Linked DNA regions of Pan troglodytes: region 2 is linked to region 1. The links are chromatin contacts, called in public HiChIP or PLAC-seq maps. All regions are on one chromosome and are shown on one strand. Each heading gives the region's core, a stretch centred on a gene start, on an enhancer-like site or on the middle of the called end of the contact. The rest is flanking DNA. Distances are from core to core; before and after follow the strand shown.

Evidence for each region. HiChIP or PLAC-seq counts read pairs in DNA pulled down with a chosen protein or histone mark.
Region 2: an H3K4me3 HiChIP or PLAC-seq map of stem cell-derived excitatory neurons shows a contact between it and region 1, with 4 times the contacts expected there. The contact joins the promoter of RNF168 here to the promoter of TFRC in region 1. A contact is called at or near these places in 2 of 7 Hi-C or Micro-C datasets (induced pluripotent stem cells and stem cell-derived neural progenitor cells) and 1 of 1 datasets of contacts at active chromatin or transcription factors (stem cell-derived excitatory neurons).

The regions. Positions count from the first base shown.
Region 1 is chr2:199,211,485-199,218,647 of NHGRI_mPanTro3-v2.0_pri, forward strand. TFRC (transferrin receptor) reads right to left here and starts at 3,615. Exons shown (of 19, transcript XM_063806476.1): 1 at 3,501-3,615.
Region 2 is chr2:199,649,625-199,656,787 of NHGRI_mPanTro3-v2.0_pri, forward strand. It overlaps RNF168 (ring finger protein 168), which reads right to left and starts at 3,998. Exons shown (of 6, transcript NM_001328306.1): 1 at 3,153-3,998. The coding sequence starts at 3,453. SMCO1 (single-pass membrane protein with coiled-coil domains 1) reads right to left here. Exons shown (of 3, transcript XM_003310195.5): 3 at 7,135-7,163.

The DNA.
Region 1 (7,163 bases), core at 2,365-4,864:
AACCCGGGAGGTGGAGGTTGCAGTGAGCCGAGATGGGACCACTGCACTCCAGCCTGGGTGACAGAGTGAGACTCCATCTCAAAAAAATAATAAAAAAGAAAAAGAAAAAGCTCTAAAACCTATTACAAAAAATTCTTTTTAAATTCAAGCTTTAAAAACCAGTGTCCATATGCAATAGACCATATTCTTAGAAGCATAATCTTTTTTTTTTTTTTGAGACAGAGTTTCGGTCTTGTTGCCTAGGCTGGAGTGCAATGGCAGGAGCTCGGCTCACTGCAACCTCCCCCTCCCGGGTTCAAGCCATTTTCCCACCTCAGACTCCGAGTAGCTGGGATTACAAGTGCCCACCACCATGCCCAGCTAATTTTTGTATTTTTAGTAGAGACGGGATTTTACCATGTTGGCCAGGCTGGTCTGGAACTTCTGACCTACGGTGATCCACCCACCTGGCCTCCCAAAGTGCTAAGATTAGTTACTTGATAAGAACATCCCAAGGAAATCGAAGGCGTGAGCCACTGCGCCCAGCCAGAAGCACAATCTTTTGCCCCTTCTGTTACAAAAAGCTTATCACTACCACTCCACCAGAACAGTAAGGACCCAATCATTAGAGCCAGAACTGGAAGGCCCCACCCTGAACCAATTTTAATCATCCTTTTCTAGGAAAAAACATCTTGCAAGTTTTAACACTCATCTGAACCATCATTCCTCAAGTTTTCTTGTTTTAAATTAATTTTAAGAACACAAAGCGATGGCCGGGCATGGTGGCTCACACCTGTAATCCCAGCAACACTTTGGGAGGCCGAGGCGAGCAGATCACCTGAGGTTGAGAGTTTGAGACTAGCCTGACCAACATGGAGAAATCCCATCTCTACTAAAAAAATACAAAATTAGCCGGGCATGGTGGTGCATGCCTGTAATCCCAGCTACTGGGGAGGCTGAGGCAGGAGAATCACTTGAACCTGGGGGAGGTGGAGGTTGCGGGGAGCCGAGATCACACCATTGCACTACAGCCTGGGCAACAAGCGTGAAACTCTGTCAAAAATAAATAAATAAATAATAATCTAAGCTACTTGTGTTATCTTTGGTGTTCTCAATGGTGACTGAAAACAACAATTCAATTTCTCACATTAATAATGAAGCTCAGGTAGGCAAAACGTAGCCCCACGTTTTGAACCATGAAATGGAACACATTCACTGCCTAACAACTTCACTACCCTCTATTTTCTCCAAAATCAGACAGAATCCAGCCCCTGTTTTTACCCACCAACATTCTTCTCTGTTCCTTGAGGTCCTCCTCATTTCTTCCAGGTTCAGCTCAAGGCTTCATCTCTATGAAGCCTTCTCTGACTGACTTCCCTATCCTGTAATAACTGGTATTGAACTACCTGATAATGAGTAAAAATATTGTCTTTAACAGTACTGGGGCATGCCTGATGCATGAGATTCCAAATGATATGAAAAATATAATGAAAACATTGGACCAGGAATCTTTTCCCATCCCCATCACTCTTCTGGTTTAGTAGGGAGTTTTTTTGTTGTTGTTTTTGAGATGGCATCTCGCTGTCGCGCAGGCTGGAGTGCAGTAGCACGATCTCAGCTCACTACAACCTCTGCCTCCCAGGTTAAAGCGACTCTCGAGCCTCAGCCTCCTGAGTGGCTGGGATTACAGGTGTGCACCACCACGCCCAGCTAATTTTTGTATTTTTCGTAGAGACGGGGTTTCACCATGTTGGCCAGGCTGGTCTCGCACTCCTCACCACAAGTGATCCACCTGCCTCGGCCTCCCAAAGTGCTGGAATTACAGACGTGAGCCACCATACCCGGCTAATTTTTGTGTTTTTAGTAGAGACAGGATTTCACCATGTTAGTCAGACTGGACTCGAACTCCCGACCTTAGGTGATCCGCCTGCCTTGGCCTCCCAAAGTGCTGGGATTACAGGCGGGAGCCAATGCGCCCAGCCGAGGGTCATTTTTAACTAGCATTGTGATCGATTCAGGTTTAGCTGGGAATCTTGCTCCATGACATTTAAATACATTATCAGAGGCAAGTAACTGCCTCGCCTTAGGGCAGAGTTAGCCAAACTGCTGTCTATCTAACAATCTTCAACACAGGCTAGGTTTACAGCCACCATTACTTGATAAGAACATCCAAAGGAAATTGAAGGATGCTATGCTATATATAACCTTGCAAAATCGATGACAAAAATTATCTTAACTCTGAGTTTTCTTGAGAAGCATATTGTAACCCAAAATTCAGGGCCGGGGGGCGGGGGGAACCAGCAGGGTCCACAAGTACTCTAGACAGCCTAACCTTAATTTTCACAGTAAGCTTAGCATATAAGCATGGGGTAGCCAAATACAATTTCCTACTTTAATCCTCTTATCAACGGGGAAGAAAATGGAAAAAGCTGCAGAATCCAGTCCCCCGGGTAAGTGAGGTCTCTACAAGCAGTAAGCAGAGGGAAAGCGTTATCCGAAAAGAGCCGAATCAGAATGTATTTTCTTACCCACCCTCCCAACCTTAAAAGAACTGTCCAGCAGAATGTGACACAATCGGCCTCTCCGGCGCCCATCAATCCAGCACAGCCCTCTGACCACACCGCTAATCTCCAAGTATCTTTCACAAATAAGTCACTCCTATGGCTCCCGTCTTGTAGTGAGAACTGCTAGCAATATTCTTAATGTGAACACCTGCGGCGTTCAGTCGGATTCTGCCTTGAGACAACAGAATCCACACACAAGGCGAACAGGCAGAGCATGGCAAGATCAGGTTGTACCAGAGCCGAAGGGTAAGTTTACAGAAACCCGTATCTACTTAATGCCTGTAACACGCTAGTAACCGAATCGGGGACAGCTTTGTCCCTTTCCGCAGTGAGAACGGGGCCCGCCCGGAGCCCGGGGAACCGAAGGTTTAGGAGCCCAAGGTCACCCACGAATCCCAGCCGTTCCCTGGGGCGACTTCCTGGAGCAGCCACGTGTTCCCCCGGCGCCGCACGCCGCGCAGCTGCACCTTGGCTGCGCCCGCGCTCCCGGACCCGCAGCTCGGAGCCGGCGCACTAGGGCCTGCAGCCTTCAAGGGCGAGGACCCGAAGTCCCCGGGGCTGAGAGCGACAGTGGGGGTACACCTGGTCTCGTCATTCGTCGCTCTGTGACCGAGGAGGCGGGCAAGAAGGCAGAGAGAAGGGAAGGGACGAGAGGCGAAGGGACGAGAGGCGAAGGGACGAGAGGCGAAGGGACGAGAGGCGCAGGGACGCCTCTGCGCACAGCCGCCCGACCCCGTGTACCTGCAGCCGCTCGAGGCGCCGCCACAGCCCCTTCCCCACAGGCTCGCGGCCCCGCTCCATCCCGGCCGCCCCGCCTGGGGCCGCGACCGCTTTCCCGCTCCCCGTGCGGCTCCCTATGGCTGCTGGACAGCACCGGAGCGGCCGCTCCAGCCAGCCCCGCAGGATGAAGGGAGGACACGAGGGTCGGTGTAGTTCTAGAAGCCCGCAGTCACTCACACTAGCGCGTCTTCCGTCCCGAGCCGCCACCCGATATCCCGACGCTCTGAGGGGATGGCGGCCCCTAACCGGCGGTTTATAGCCTGGCCCCGCCCCCGGCCCCCAGGGGGGCTGTGCGTCACTTCCTGAGGCACGTACGCTCCGCGAGGTGCTCTGACAGATCGCCCGGGGGGCGGGGATGCGCGCGCAGCGGGCGGGGCCGTCTGCGGAGGGCGCTGCGGGCGAGGCGAAGGCCAAGGGAAAAGGCGCCAAGGCAGCAGGTGCCCCGAGGAGCCGCGCGATGGGCGCACTGGCCTCTGCCTCGGCGCCTTCCTCCACCCTGGTAGCCTGGCAGCCTCCGCCTGACCTTGACCAACCTCCAGTCCCTGCAGTGCTAGGTCCAATCTGTTGACGTTGACGCTTAAATGTTGGATATTGCACTGCGGCAGTGCCTTGAAGTGTACGTGCAGGATGGAATGTTAGGTAACTATTAAAGCCACTCTTGTGAAGATGTATTTTGCAGCCTCAGAAATACAAAAAGGAAAAGAAAAGCAAAATGCAAATTTTTATTCAGAGTGTATACAAGCTGCACTTTAACCAAGACTAGCGGAGTGCTTTGCGTAATGTTTAATGCATGAGGGAATAAAAGGGAAAATAGAAACAAGTGACTTAATAGGGTGATAGGATTGTAGATTAACTTTCGTTTTCATTGCCATCGCTGTTATTGGATTGTGCAATGAATAACAAATAAATAAAATTCAATTCTTGTCACTGTTTAAACTCTTTCCAAACAATCACACCCTCTCCCTCCCTCTGGTCAGTAACCAGCAGGCCAGGGAGGTAGTAGCTACAATGCAAGAAAGCAACCCATACCTTAAAAAGCATTGCACATAAACTGACCTTCAGGCCCGTAGGGACACAGAACAGCCCTTTAAGAAGCAAATCCGTTTCTGGGCCTTGGGCTTTTACTCTTCCCTTTATTTTTTCTGCTCTAAGATAGAGAAAGTACTTGGGATTCTCACCGCCTTTCTCTTTACTCCCATTCTCTAAAATCTCTCTCCCCAAAGAGAAGTGTTTAAAAGTCATATGAGTTGCCAGGCGCGGTGGCTCACGCCTGCAATCCTAACACTTCGGGAGGCCGAGGTGAGCGGATCACGAGGTCTGGAGTTCGAGACCAGCCTGACCAATATGGTGAAACCCCATCTCTACTAAAAAATTTTCAAAAAAAATTAGCCAGGCATAGTGGCACGCGCCTGTAATCCCAGCTACTCAGGAGGCTGAGGCAGAAGAATCGCTTGAACCCAAGAGGCGGAGGTTGCAGTGAGCCAAGATCGTGCCATTGCACTCCAACCTGGGCGACAGAGCAAGATTCCATCTCAAAAAAAAAAAAAAAAAAGTCATATGAGCAGGAGCATTGCTGCACCTTTAATGATCTAATCAGGAAAAGGTTAAGGATGCACATCCACAGAGGGCCTACCTTAACATTCAGACACCAGGCCTGCTCCCCTGTGGTGTTCCTTCTTTATTTCTTTAATTATTAATTTTATTTATTTTTATTATTATTATTTTTAAGACAGTGTCTTGCTCTGTCACCCTGGCTGGAGTACAGTGGCATGATCTCGGGCTCACTGCAACCTCTGCCTCCGGATTCAAGCGATTCTCCTGCCTCAGCCTCCCAAGTAGCTGGGACTACAGGTGTGTGCCACCATGCCAGGCTAATTTTTGTATTTTGAGGAGTGACGGGATTTAATCATGTTGGCCAGGCTTGTCTCGAATTCCTGACCTCAGGTGATCTGCCCACCTTGGCCTCCTAAAATGTTGGGATAACAGGCATGAGCCACCATGCCCAGCCTATTTATTTTTTATTTTTAATTTGACGCAGGGTTTGCTATGTAGCCCAGACTAGTCTTGAACTCCTGGGCTCAAACAATCCTCCTGCCTCCGGTCTCCCAAAGTGCTGGGATTACAGGCATGAGCTAACATGCCTGGCTTTCTGCCTTTCCTTGACTGAAGTATCTTTTAAAAAGAAACAAACAATGCTGGTATTTGCAGGTGAAAATCTTATAGCCTCATGGAGGACATAGGTTTAGGCGGCCAGATGCGATGGCTAATCCCTGTAATCCCAACACTTTGGGAGACTGAGGCAGGTGGATCTTCTGAGGTCAGGAGTTCAAGACCAGCCTGGCCAGCATGATAAAACCCCATCACAACTAAAAATACAAAATTTAGTCTGGCGTGGTGGCGCACACCTGTAGTCCCAGCTACTTCAGAGGCTGAGGCAGGAGAATCGTTTGAACCCGGGAGGGGGGTGGCTGCAGTGAGCTGAGATCACACCACTGCCCTCCAGCCTGGGCAACAGAGCAAGACTCTGTCTCAAAAAAAAAAAGAAAGAAAGAAAAGAAAGAAAAATATGTTTAGGAGACATTTAGAGGCCAGGACCATTTGGACATGAAAATTCAAATCTCAAAAATTTATATTCACTAAAATAAAACCATAAACGTGACACTAAAGAGGCTATCAATTATATTTTTATTTTTATGCTGTTATTAGTATTAATAGACACTGCAATTAAAGTCCACTTATTAACACTTTTACTATTTATTTATTTATTTTTAAACAGTCTTACTCTGTCACCCAGGCTGGAGTGCAGTGGCGCCATCTCGGCTCAATGCAACCTCCACCTGGGTTCAAGCGATTCTCCTGCCTCAGCCTCCCGAGTAGCTGGGATTACAGGCACGTGCCACCACGCACGGCTAATTTTTTGTATTTTTAATAGAGACGGGGTTTCTCCATGTTGGCCAGGCTGGTCGTGAACTCCTGCCCTCATGATCTGCCTGCCTTGGCCTCCCAAAGTGCTGGGATTACAGGCGTGAGCCACCGAGCCTGGCCTAATTATTCGAAATTATTATTGGAAATTATTTAATTTCCAACCCTCCACAAACTATTCCATGAGGCTTACCTCATCCTGGAACTAAAACTCTTGCAGTTCTTCTGCATCGTACACAGAAATACTAGAAGTTTCATAAAGGGAAGGAGGTTGGCAAGGAAAAAGATACCATGAGCTGTGGGGAAAAGAAAAGAGCACAAAGCCTGGAGGGCCAAGAAGCTGGAGTTCTCAACTTTCCTGAGCCTGGGTTGTACCAGCTCTAAAATGGGAATAAAGGCTGGGCACGGTGGCTCACACTTCTAATCTCAGCACTTTGGGAGGCTGAGGCGGGCGTATCATTTGAGGTCAAGAGTTCGAGACCAGCCTAACCAACGTGGTGAAACCCCATCTCTACTGAAAATACGAAAATTAGCCGGGTGTGGTGGCAGGCACCTGTAATCCCAGCTACTCAGTAGGCTGAGGCAGGAGAATCGCTTGAACCTGGGAGGCAGAGGGTGCAGTGAGCTGAGATTGTGCCACTGCACTCCAGGCTGAGAGACACAGCAAGACTCCTTCTCAAAAAATAAAATGGGAATAAAAATACCTCATTCCAAAAATACCTCTTTTAGGGTCTAGAAGACCCTAAAAGCAATGACTGGCACATCATAGACTGTTGGTCAGCATGGTTGAATCAGAGTCCTCGTGGGGCGGAGTGGGGTCAGGTAGGAACGTGACGTGGAAGATGTCTGCAGACTGGGATGGATGTGGGCTCATGAAGAGGAAGGATGAAGGCATTTCAGCAGAGGAGAACCGCCACC
Region 2 (7,163 bases), core at 2,748-5,247, 440 kb after region 1:
CTGAGGCAGGAGAATGCCCACAACTCAAAAAAACAACCTGATTAAATGACAGGCAAAGTTGTGGCTTTTTCTAGGTTTTGGGAGAAAAACAGAAACAAAAAATGAATGAGCACAGGATTTGAATAAATATTTCATATTTTTCCGAAGATGATATACAAACGGCCAATAAATGCATGCAAAGATGCTCGCCATCCTTAGTCATTGGGGACATGCAAATAAAAACCACAATGGGATACCACCTCATACTCACCAGGATGGCTACTATCAAAACCCAGAAAATAGCAAGTGTTGGCGAGGGTGCAGAGAAACTGGACACCCACGCACTGTTGGTGGGAATGTAAAACGGTACAGTCACTGTGGAAAACAGTATGGCGGTTTCCAAAACCAATCACACATAGAATTACCATACGATCTAGAAATTCCACTTCCAGGTATACACCCAAAAGAATAGAAAACAGGCCCCTGAACAGACATTTGTACACCCAAGTTCACACCAGCATTATTTCTAATAGCCAAGAGGTGGAAGCAAGCCAAGTGTCCACTGACAGATGAACAGATTTCTTTTAATGTAGCATATACATACACTGGAACATTATTCAGCCTCGAAAAGAAGGGAATCCTGTCACATGCAGTATGGATGAACCTGGAAAACATTACGCTAGGTAAAACAGGCCAGACACAAAAGGACAAAACCTATGAAAATTCCACTTATAGGAGGTACCTAGAAGCAGTCGGGTTCACAGAAATGGAAAGGAGAACGGTGGTTGCCAGGGGATAGTGGGAGGGAGGAATGGTGAGCTTCAAGGGTATGGAAATTCAGTTTGGGAGGATTAAAAAGTTCTGGAGATGGACGGTGGTGACGGATGCACAGCAGTGGGAACGGAAGCGATGCCACTGAACCATACAATTACAAACGGTTAAAATTTTCCTCCCTTCTTTCTAGTCAAAAACATTTTTAAGTGGTTAAAATGGTAATCTTGTTATATTTTACCACAATTTTTTTTTTTTTTGAAACGGAGTCTCGCTCTGTTGCCCAGGCTGGAGCGCAGTGGCGCGATCTTGGCTCATTGCAAGCTCTGTCTCCCGGGTTCATGCCATTCTCCTGCCTCAGCCTTCCGAGTAGCTGGGACAACAGGCGCGTGCCAACATGCCCGGCTAATTTTTTGTATTTTTAGTACAGACGGGGTTTCACCGTGTTAGCCAGGATGGTCTCGATCTCCTGACCTCGTGATCCGCCCGCCTCGGCCTCCCAAAGTGCCGGGATTACAGGCGTGAGCCACCGCGCCCGGCCCCGCAATTTTTTGACACACAGAGTTAAGATACCAGTTCACATGTACTAGCATGGCACGGAAAATAACAAGTGTTGGTGAGGAAGTGAAGAAACTGGAAACTTCGTACTCTGCCAATGGAAATGTAAAATGGTACAGCCACTGTAGAAATCAATGTGGCAGTTCCTCAAAAAGCTAAACACAGAATTACCATAGGATCCAGCAATTCCACTCGTAGATACATAGACAAAAGAACTGAACACAGGAATTCAAACACATACTGGTACATAAATGTTCGTATCGCCAGTATTCAAATAACGAAAAGGTGAAAAAAACCAATGTCCAGCCAATGGATAAACAAAATGTAACAAGTATATCCGTAAAACAAATTATTATTCAGCCCGAAAAATGAAGTACTGATCCATGCCACACTGTACATGAACCTCAGAAACACGCTAAGTGAAATAAGCTAGACACACAAGATCCTATATTGCATGAGTCACTTCTATGAAATACCTAGAATGGCCAGATTCATAGAGACAGAAAGTGGAATAGAAGGTGCCGAGGCTGGGGGGGAAAGGTGAAATGGGGAGTCAGTGTCTCACGGTTAGAGTTTATCTGGGGTGATGAAAAAGTTTTGGAAACAGTGGTGACGGTTACATTGTGAATGTAATTAATGCTATTGAATTGTACTTAAAAATGGTTAAAATGTCAGTTTGTTATATACATTTTGGACAATATTTTTAAAATAACGCAATACACCAAAAACCATTAAATTGCACACTTTTAAACATTTTACTGAATTTATGTTACCCAGACCGGCCTCAACTCCTGGGTTCAAGAGATCCTCCCACCGCCGCCTCCCAAAGCGCTGGGATCCAGCTGTGAGCCATCGCTCCCCGCCAACCGCACACTTTCAGCAGGTGAACTGTATGCTCCGCGAGCATTTCAATAAAGCTTTTTCTTTTAACTATTGTTTAAAAATGTTTAAAATGGCATTTTTTTACAATAAAATAAACGTATCTTTAAAAGGCAGGTACACATATAACTGTGACCAAAAAAAATTAGGAAAAAAAAAGAAAAAAGACCTGTCCACGAGAGAACGGAGACACCATATCCTAAGCCCAGACAGGAACCACCGCCCGGCTTATGGCTCACATTAGTGGAGGAAAGAGTCAAGGGTTCGGTTTGGGGCTCCTGAGTCTACCGGGTGCAGGGTTGAGTGACAAAAAAGCGATTTTAGCCTCGTCGCATGATTAGGAGAATAAAGAATTAAATGAATGGAGATGTACAGATAAGTAAATCAGAGGCCGGGCGCGGTGGCTCAAGCCTGTAATCCCAGCATTTGGGCAGGCCGAGGCGGGCGGATCCCTCGGGGTCAGGAGTTTGAGATCAGCCTGGCCAACATGGTGAAATCCCGTCTCTACTAAAAAACAGAAAAATTCCCCGGGCGTGATGGTGCACGCGTGTCACCCCAGCTACTCGGGAGGCTGAGGCAGGAGAATCGCTTGAAACCGGGAGGCGGAGGTTGCAGGGAGCCGAGATCGCGCCACTGCACTCCAGCCTGGAGGACGGAGCGAGATCCTGTCTCAAAAAAAAAAAAAAAAAGAAAAGAAGCCTCTAGACGGGCAATTCTTTAATTTTTAACACAACAAACACCAATCGAACACAGCGCGGGCATTTTGACAATGGGCAAAATCTTGCCCTTGACTTTCTAATCCATCGACATTTGGGGACCCATAAACCCCCTAACCTCTGAGAACTATTTAGACAAATACTAGTCGGGTTTTTTGGTTTGTTTTTACTTTTTAAATGGAAAAGTGATGATTCACCTTTTCAAAGCTTTGCGGCTTTTGGCCAAGAAACGCGCCACGGTTTACTCACCCACTTCCTCTGATTCTTGGCCAGACGCTCTAAGCTTGCACTCCCTGGGATAGTGTTTTTGAATTATCTTCCACAGTTCCACGTTGACGAGAGAATTTCTTCGGGTGTGGTACCGAGTCCACGACGATACCCGGCGGCGACAGAAGGGACAGCATAAACTCGCCTTTTCGACGGTCGACTGGAAGCACGGTTTGCACAGCGTGTGGTTACACGGGAGGGTGACGGGCTCGACGAGGATTTCCATGCAGATCCCGCACTGGCACTCGGACAGCGACGGGATGGCGTCTTTGGGTAGAGCCATTTCAATGTGTTAATAAAGCCGACTAAACAACGACACCTGCACGAAAAAGAATCCTATTTTCGGCCAACCACAGAGAGAGCAAAAGCAGTTTTGTGTTTCAATATTATGCCCAGAAGCGTATCAGAATTCGGAGAACAGGAGCATCCCACACGTCTTGAAGCAAAAAGGCGCTCTCAGGGTCAGGCAAACAGGAATACCCCGGAGGGCGGCGTCTTTGTCCATTTTCAAGGCAAACGTCCCGCAGGCAAATAAATGCAGGTTTTCGGCGGAGGAGCCTGGCTGCTCCGCGGCCTGAACACCGCGGCTGCGGCTCCCGGTGCAGCGAGGGGAACGCGCCAAGTCCCCTCCTCCCCTCACCCGGAAAGGATGCTCCGCTCAGCTCGGGGCAGCCGGGCCCCGGGACGCGGCTCCGGCTGCAGCATAACTTCCGCTTTACCGCTGCTGCGGGGGAGACGCGCGACTCCCGTGTTCACCTTTCGGGCGCCTGGCGCAGTTTCCCAGAGCTCCGCGCCCCCGTCCCTCCTACGCAGCCAGAAACCCTATTCGTTGCGGCAGCGCAGCAGCCACCGGACAAGCGCTAGCAACGTCACAACCGCCCGCCAAAATCGCACTTCCCACCCAGAAAACTGCCCAAGGGCGAACGCTCCCGGGGCGGGACTTCCGGGGTCTGCGCGCCGCCCGCCCTCCCTCCCAGCCGGAGACGGTCCCGCCCTGGCGTCGCAGCCCCTCCTAGTGCAGCCTGGGTGGAGCCTGACCTTTCCCTGAGATTTCTGCGAGGCCTCAGACACCCCTGGTTTCTTGGTTTCTGGGTAGAAAAAGGGAAACCTCAAAACAAAATCAACAGCCAAACAAGGCCGGGCGCGGTGGCTCACGCCTGTAATCCCAGCACTTCGGGAGGCCGAGGCGGGCGGATCACCTGAGGTCAGGAGTTCAAGACCAGCCTGGCCAACATGGTGAAACCCCCGTCCTTACTAAAAATACAAAAATTAGCTGGGCATTGTGACAAGCGCCTGCAATTCCAGCTACTCAGGAGGCTGAGACAGGAGAATCGCTAAACCTGGGAGGCAGAGGCTGCAGTGAGCCGAGATTGTGCCACTGCACTCCAGCCTGGGGGACAGAGCAAAATTCCACCTCAAAAAATACAAATAAATAAATAGATAAAAGAATCGGGGTCTCACTGCTTTATCCAGGCTGGACTACAACTCCAGGGTTCCAGGGGTTCTTTCGCCTCAGCCTCTGGAGTAGCTGGGTCTAGAGCTTGCAACTCCATAGCCAGCTCCGGACCTGCATTTTTTAAGGGAATCAATCAGTGTGAAGGAAGAGAAAAGAAAATCACTGTGCGTGAAAGCAGCCTTTAAGTTGTTTTGAGGCTGCTGCGAGCATTCAGGCTGGGTAGGGGATGGTTTCCAGGTTGAGAACGAGGAGACATAGGTCCTTGGTAGAAGTCTTTGGGAACTTTCATTTCAATGTGGGTTCAGAAGCCTGTTATTGTCTGTGATAGCTCACACCTGTAGTCCCAGCACTTTGGAAGGCCAAGGCGGGAAGATCTCTGGAGCCCAGGAGTTCACGTCCAGCCTGGGCAGCATAGTGAGACCCTGTCTCTACAAAAAATAAAAAAAATTAACTCGGTGTGCTGGCTCACACTTGTACTCTCAGCTACTCTGGTGGCTGAGGTGGGAGGATCACTTGAGCCCAGGAGGTCAAGGCTGCAGTGAACAGTGATCGTACCACTGCACCCCAGCCTGGGTGACAGAGCAAGACCCTGTCTCAAAAAAAAGAAAAAAAAAGAAGCCTGGGACTGTCATCTGGTTGTCTACAGTATCAGTACCTTAGCTTGGAATTTCAGGCTTGCTTTATGTTCGTTCGTTTGTTTTTTTGAGATGGCTCCTCATTCTGTCGCCCAGGTTGGAGTGCAGTGGTGTGATCTCAGCTTACTGCAACCTCCACCTCCTGGGTTCAAGCGATTCTCATGCCTCAGCCTCCCGAGTAGCTGCAATTACAGGCGCGTGCCTTGTAATACCACGTGCATTGTAATACCACGCCTGGCAAATTTTTGTATTCTTAGTAGAGATGGGGTTTCACCATGTTGGCCATGCTGGTCTCGAACTCCTGACCTCAGGTGATCCACCCGCCTTGGCCTTCCAAAGTGCTGGGATTACGGGCGTGAGCCACTGCACCCAGCCTTCAGGCTTCCTAATATGTCCACAACCTGCTTTTCCCATCGAATCTCCCATTATTCTTTTAAACATGCAACTATGATTTATTCTCTGTCATCCAAACGTTTTGCTTTCATGACATTGCTTTCTCGGTTCATCCTAAATGGGTTGCTTTGTGGCTGTGCCTACTTCAAACACCAATTTAATGCAGTTGGGCCAGGCACGGTGGCTCATGCCTATAATCCCAGCACTTTGGGAGGCCAAGGAGGGCGGATCACAAGGTCAGGAGTTCGAGACCAGCCTGACCAACATGTTGAAACTCAGTCTCTACTAAAAATACAAAAATTAGCTGGGCGTGGTGGCAGGTGCCTGTAATCCCAGCTAGTCAGGAGGCTGAGGCAGAAGAATTGCTTGAACCTGGGAGGCAGAGGTTGCAGTGAGGCCAGATTGCACCACTGCACTCCAGCCTGGGTTGACAGAGCAAGACTCCGTCTCGAAAAAAAAAAAAAATTAATTCACTTCTTCCAGAGTGCACTTTTATGTGCAATTTAATGCACTCCCCACCACCAGTAATGCCCCTTTTCTAAACTCACCCAGTCATATATTGCCCAGTGATACTGATTTTTATTGCAGTTTTACTATTGAACTCCTGTATTTTGATTTCTATCTTCAGGTGCTTATGTCTGGTGTAATGGATATATTTCATGTACTTCCTCAGATTTCCTTCACCTTGTTTGCTTTCTGTACCCATAATCACTTGCTCTTTTTGGGGCTCACCAGTCGCATTTCCAGAATCTCTGGCTTCTCCTGCCACTTCTGAACAATGCAGGAGCTGACTTCTCAGAGGCTGCTAGGGCCTGGGTAATGCATGCTGGGAGGGTGGGGGGGTCACTCCCCATGGAGTAACTTTCACCAATTGAAACCAGTGGACTGAGCGAGCACAATACTTAAATTCCCTTTTCTTCTTCCTTCCAAGGATGGTTTCTCCAGTGTGTCTGGAGACAGGCAAGACTGAGGGAGTGTGCCTGCTGAAAAAGCTGCTGTGTCTCTTGTGGCTCATTTTCAAGGAGGGGACAGCAAGGTAACACATCACCATGTATTACTTCACATCCTTCTCTACCTAACTTCCTTCCAGCTTTCTTCACTCTGGCTGTCCTGAATTTGTACCTCCCAAATAAAGCATCGGCACTTAATCTTTACCTCGAGGGCAGGATCCACATTTTTAACGTTTCTGTTATCCACAGTACCTAGTACATGGCATTTGGTATTCGATAAATATTATAAATAAATGGTCAAGATGTAAGAATCTCCTTTCTGGTATAAATAACTATGGTACTTCATTAGAGAACAAATACACATTAAGATACAATTTATAGGATCTCATGATGTATATTTTAGGTGTTTTTGTTTTAATTTATGAAAATAGAGATGAGGTCTCACTATTGTTACAGCTCTTACTCCCGAATTTGATGAGTTCTGAGTTGTTGTCCCATGACTGAGAAGAATGAGGTACACGGACACTGGAGAGTGAGTAAGGCAGAGTAGAATTTATTG